2 separate regions of the Zea mays genome follow, and region 2 is linked to region 1. A link is a contact called in public Hi-C data. All regions are on one chromosome and are shown on one strand. Each heading gives the region's core, a stretch centred on a gene start, on an enhancer-like site or on the middle of the called end of the contact. The rest is flanking DNA. Distances are from core to core; before and after follow the strand shown.

Evidence for each region. Hi-C and Micro-C count contacts between places; a contact is called where the count stands out from the background.
Region 2: a Hi-C map of leaf shows a contact between it and region 1, with 3 times the contacts expected there. The contact joins the promoter of LOC100282010 here to the promoter of LOC100216929 in region 1. A contact is called at or near these places in 5 of 25 Hi-C or Micro-C datasets (bundle sheath, leaf, tassel and 1 more).

The regions. Positions count from the first base shown.
Region 1 is chr9:81,658,839-81,661,891 of Zm-B73-REFERENCE-NAM-5.0, reverse strand. LOC100216929 (BES transcription factor) reads left to right here and starts at 1,480. Exons shown (of 2, transcript NM_001143314.1): 1 at 1,480-2,061. The coding sequence starts at 1,816.
Region 2 is chr9:82,191,272-82,194,324 of Zm-B73-REFERENCE-NAM-5.0, reverse strand. LOC100282010 (60S ribosomal protein L11-1) reads right to left here and starts at 1,616. Exons shown (of 5, transcript NM_001154923.2): 1 at 1,467-1,616; 2 at 1,254-1,361; 3 at 573-615; 4 at 281-476. The coding sequence starts at 1,469.

The DNA of each region.
Region 1 (3,053 bases), core at 231-2,730:
AACAAACATAAAAAATTTAAAAGTGGAGCTATTTTAAAATAAAAGTTGTTGAAAATAAAAAAATATATGTGGCAAAGTAGCGGGCATGCAAGACCGTGTGCAAAGTGGCAGACAAGTTTGACGCCGAGCTTTGCCGTATACACAGACACCCGCGGGCGACACATTGCATTTTGCGAGATATGCAACGACGAATCTATACCTATGTGCCAAAAAAATTGCGCAATTTTTTGCCAAAAATTCCTCTAGAAAGCTATTTGGTTGTATACCTATGGTGTCAAAAATTGCCACAGAATTTTATGCCACACTTGTCTAAGGTGTTTAAGGTTAGGCGTTTAAATTCTGGGCCACAATTTTTCACGCGCTAAGATAATCTTGCCACACTTTTTACCCGTCATTAACGACTAACGAGTAGGACCTACGTAGCAGGAGAAAAATCTTGCCATAAAAATAGAAACTAAAATAAAATAAAATATAGTAACTAAAAATAGTCCATAAAAATTAAACACCCACTAAATCGACTAGTGTAACGTGATGCACACAAAAATCATCGTTTCCTTAGACAAATATCTAAAAAACCATGGAGATAGAAGAAAACGTCATCCGAGGAGTACATTCACCGTCACGCTGACGCAGATGCTTCCATCAAAAAGTCAAAGGCTAGCGCTAGCTATCGAGTGAGGCCACCGTGTCTTTTTTTTTTGGTAACGCAAATCCGGGAAGAAAGTTTTATTTATATACTCGTAGCAGTACGCGATGCACACGCTAGACAATGTACCACACACATGCATCATCGAGCTGGCCGCTGCCGCCGCGGCCCCCGGATTCACGCACGAAACGCCCGGAAACACACCCGGCAAAGCCGGGCGAACGTACGCGCGAGCAAAAGACGGACACGGGACTACGGGAGCAAACGATGCGGTGCAAACAAGGCGACCGAGCGGCCACCGGCAGGCGCAGCGCCGCTGGAGTCAGGGCTTGGGAGTTGGGAGTGTATCCCCCAGGCCACAGCGGCGTCGTTACGTGGCGAGCGTGAGCAGCAACGTGCCGTAGGCCTCCCGCCCGCCGCGGATCCCGAGGCCGTTTCCCACACTCACCCGCCGCGCGGGGTCCCTCCTCTGGCACGCGCCAAAGCCACGCCACCGTCCCGGCCCCCGGGTGAGCTCGGCCGCGGTCCGCCGGTCCGGCTCGCGCGAACCACCCGCTTGGGCGTGATGATTGCGCTCTGACGAGACGGCGGCTGTCGAGGCCCCCCACCACCACTCATCCCGTTTGACCACGAAACCGCCGTGGCGCATGGGCCCCGCGCGTCAGGGAGCGACGTCGTACTTTGCAAAAGCTGGTCCCTCACGTTTTTTAACCGTTCCCCTGCCCGGGCTGAGGGGAATACCGCTTCTGCCCCTGGTAGTTTGGCGCTTCCACCGGGGGCCGCTGGTAAAAGAGTGAGCCGGGTAACTCCTGGAGCTTGGCATCAGGCATCAGCACAGCTCCGCCAGCCTCGGCCACGGCCAGCCTCGCTCCTCACTCACTCCCCCAGCCAGCGTTACAATAGGAAGGAGGGAGGAGCAACCTAGCGGCAGCCACAGCAGCAGCGTAGCTGTAGCCACAGCAGAGCAGCGGCGGCTGCGTTCAGACGACCACTACTTGTTCCTCCTCCTCCTCCTGCTCCTTCCCCCAAATTCCACCCCCCTCAAATAATAAACAAATCAAAGCAAGCGAGGAGGTGAGCAGCGTCCGCAAGGGAACAGGGACCGCGGGGGTTGCAGGCTTGCAGCCGTGGGGGAGGGGAGCAGATCCGCGAGATCCGGCGCGCCGCCGATGACGAGCGGCGCCGGGGGAGCCGCGGCCGGGATCGGGGGCACCAGGGTGCCCACGTGGAGGGAGCGCGAGAACAACCGCCGCAGGGAGCGCCGGCGCCGCGCGATCGCCGCCAAGATCTTCGCCGGCCTCAGGGCCTACGGCAACTACAACCTGCCCAAGCACTGCGACAACAACGAGGTGCTCAAGGCGCTCTGCAACGAGGCCGGCTGGACCGTCGAGCCCGACGGCACCACCTACCGCAAGGTACCCGCCGCCGATCCATCCCCCCCCCCCCCCTCCCCCCCCTGCCTCAGGCCTCTCGACGGCTTAGCTTAGCTTCGATCCCGTTCCTGCTCCGCGCTTTCAAAAAGAAGCTTGCTTTCGCTTTGATTGCTCCGTAGACTTTTGCAGCGCCAGTAGTCGTGCTTGGTGGTTTCGGTTAGAATTACACAAATCTAGCAGGAGACTCATCTTCGCTTTTGTTGGGACTTGGAGCGTCTCTGTAGAACTACTGAGGCTGGGGACAGCGCACTCCTTCGTTTTAGCCACTCGGGACGCAATGTAGCGGTTTCGTTGGTTCGGTGGGCCGCCGATCTTTGGATGCTCCTATATGCCGTTGGATTTGGAGCTGTCCTTCCTTGCTTTGAGCTCCGTTTTCGTCTTGGGTCACCCATTGCTATGCTTGGCGGGTGGCTCTGTTTTAGGCTCGTCTGTTGTCGGGCCAGGGAAACGGAAGCTTGATTTACCGCAAACGGGGAAATGCTGCTTTCCTTTTCGGCATTCGCTGAAGGCACTTCTTTTGGGGATGCCATGCTTTCTTCTTCCCAATGGTGCTTTTGTAGTTCCTTCCTAGCCATGACCAAAAGAAAATTTTCAACAGCTCATCTGAAGATTTTTTTTTGTCCGCTACCACATTTCTCTTGGTCCTCCTCAGCTGAGGGAAGGTGGTTCAGTCTAGGTAGTGATTCAATTCCGTAAAAATTGCACGCTGCCACTGCTGAAAAAGCAGTGCTTATCAGAAAAGCACAAAGCATAGCTCAACATGTTTTTTTCCCAGCCATGTGCACATGCTGCCACTGCTCTGATAAACCAAAAGCAGTAGTTCATTACTTTGCCTTTGAGGCTTGCGCCAAACTGGTTCGTAACCAGAGGCTTTCGAATTTCCACACCGTGGTTTGGTTCGTTGGTTGCCTTTGTTGTATGCGGTATGCAGCACTTGTGTTCACTCGTTCTTCAGTAGCCAATGGTGAGGTGTA
Region 2 (3,053 bases), core at 367-2,866, 530 kb before region 1:
TTCAGAATGGGAGGAACATGAACTAACATTCCTTCAAGTCCCAAGATATTAGGCCTATCCTCCTTGCTTCCAATAAAATCCTTGGTTAAGTCTTCAAGTTACAAAGAGTAAACAAACAAGAAATAGATTTATGCAAAATAAAACAATGCATATCCAACGGAAACATGATTAACATCTCCGTCCCAAGAAATGATAGCTAAATGCTGCTCAATTTTGTATTAACATAATTATAGACCTAAGTTTCAGTGAGTCAGAAACAGGACACACTGAAGAGTCTTACTTGATGCCAAGATCAATGTGCTCCTGGATTCCGAAACCAAAGCACCCTGTGTCACTGAAGTTCCTCCTTAGCAGTTCATATTCCTTGACCTTAAGTCCACTCTCCAGAAGCTGCATTGCCTTCTCACCCCTTACAGTAACATAGCAGGCAATCTTCTCATTACGCCTGATACCAAAGGAACGGACAGTGTACCTAGCTGAAGAATCAGAAAACCACAAAATATTAAACAAAAGAAACTCATCGGTGTTAGGAAGCAGAGAAGAAAACACTAATATAAAACAAGCAAATATACCCTTAGAGAACACTGGTGACTGGCCACTCAGTTGCTCCAGGACCTGCAAGCATGGATGCAACCATGGACTTACTGATATGCTTATGGTAAATTTAAAGGGGTCCATAGAAGTAATCAACTATTAAGCAGTTTACAGCATAGTTAGAGTTCAAAATAGTATGATTTACAATACTAAGCAGTAAATGAGTAGCTACAGCCACCAAAACAACATGGTTGAGGTCATTTGCATGAGTTTCGATGTACTAGAAAAGGCACTGTAATGATAAATGACATTAATAGCTCAAGTTTCTTTATTACACAGTTACCATTAAGCTTCGAATTCTCATTCTGTTGTCAGTGATCGACATCAGAAATGACTACACAAAGTGATCCTACAAGCCTACAACTATAAGAGACGTCATCTGCCAGCTGCAATCCGTTAAGGAATTGTTGCACAATACGGAGACCAGACTGAATTTCAAACTCTTTCCATGGAACTACATTCTTCCGTTATAAAAAATATTATCCTGGTTACACACAATCCGAACAAACCATACTAAACGAGTAGCAGAAGCTACCTATGAAGGGCGCATGAGATTACATCTACCAACGATGGAAACCGGACGGCTATAACAAGGATAAAAAACAATAAACTGTTTTTTTTTTTTTGCAAAAATCTGAGGCGCAAGAACAGGCACGAACCTTGGCGGCGCGGGTGAGGCGATCCCCACTCTCTCCGACGGAGATGTTGAGCACCAGCTTCTGCACCTTGATCTCCCTCATCGGGTTGGATTGCTTCTTCTCCGACGCCTGCGAAAGAAAAGACACGCACACAGAGAAGCGCATAAGGGTTAGGTCCATATACAGTAACTGAGGAGCAGCTAAGCGTGATGACGGGAGAGACCAGATGCTCACCATGGATAAGGCGGCGCCGGCGCCAGCGGAGTGAGAAGGAAAAGGGGCGCCGGCTGGTGGAACGTGGCGAGTGGCAGCGGCTGGCGGAGCGTGGCGAGGGGCGGCGGCGGGGGAATTAAAAGAGGGAAACCCTAGAGACAGGGGGGTCTCGACTTTCACTTGGGCCTGGTTCATTGATAAAGTTATGGGCTTTTGTTTTGGGCTGTAATATGAAGAAAACATTTGGACTATATTCGCTGGCCCCTCGTCACTGACGACGTACAGGCCGGGTTAATATAACAATCCAGCATGATGACGAACTGGCCCAATGTGTAGGGCCCGTCCTAGGCTTGAAATAGTAAGAAGGGCCCATCCTATGATCCTAGGCTTGAAATAGCATGATGACTTTTATTGTCAACAAATTTGTTTTTGAATTGTTGACCTAATTTCTGACGTGGATCCACATCTAGGGAACCAGATGCGTCATGCGTTGCAATACAGCCATATACCGCTTGATTGGATGGTTGTATGTTGGCGCCCGGGCTCGTGCGGCCATGGTGGGCCAGATACGACGGATTCGATCAGCCAAACCGTCTTAAAATGGATTATTTTGTATCCGCTCATGCAACATATGTTTATCGTGTGTATGCAACTAAACATAAGCTAAGACAAAGTCAACGCATATGATGGGCAACCAATCAGATGGGCATGAGCAGCAACATGATTGGAAAACAATGTCTCTAGTCATTTGACACTAGAGAAGTTGTGGCAATACTCTATACTGATGCGGATCAGGGAATTGAACCATTTTAGGCCTTGTTCGATTATTTCAATTCCATGTGGATTGATGTGTATTGGAATGGATTGAGATGAATTTCGACTTGCTACGAATTTAAACCGACTTAATATCATCTAATCTACATAAATTATTGTTGAAATGAACAAGCCTTAGATGAATCTCCCTACCCAAACACCCTGTAACATCGGTCAGATTGCCGCCTACTGGAAGCGAAACCAAAACAGGTACACTACATGAAAATGATAGTGCTCAGCTAGCTAGAAGGGTGCCTAGATCAATCTCCATTTTTCAGGACCATCAAAAACAGAATAAATATCTGTACTTTTGCTTTGGCACCAGCGGCACCTGATTGATCTCGTCCTCTCGTCGAGTTCGAAAATAATCCTTTCAGGCTATATATGTACATGTATGCTTTCGTCGCTTCTTTTTCACAACAGTATTTGTTAGGTAGTTAATTCTCGATCGAGAGGGACCTTGCATCAATCTCATCCTGTAACTACCTGTGTTGTGTGTTGTGCATCGTGAGGATGAAGCGATTGATTTGTTTGGTATCTTTCCTCCCATTCCCCATTGCCATTATTGAAGGGTCATGGTAGGCTACTAGAGGTCTAGGGCCTGATCATGATAAGCTAATACAAGTCTAGCACTTAAGAGCTAGACTGCCACCCACGATGCATACAGAAACTAGAAATAGTTTCTATGCGTATGATTGGTTGTCTGGGTAACCGACGCATGGCTCGACCAAGCCTGGCCTGTCACAAACGCGGCTTTCGTGCTTCTCCATGTATGCAACAAAAAAGGCTCAATTT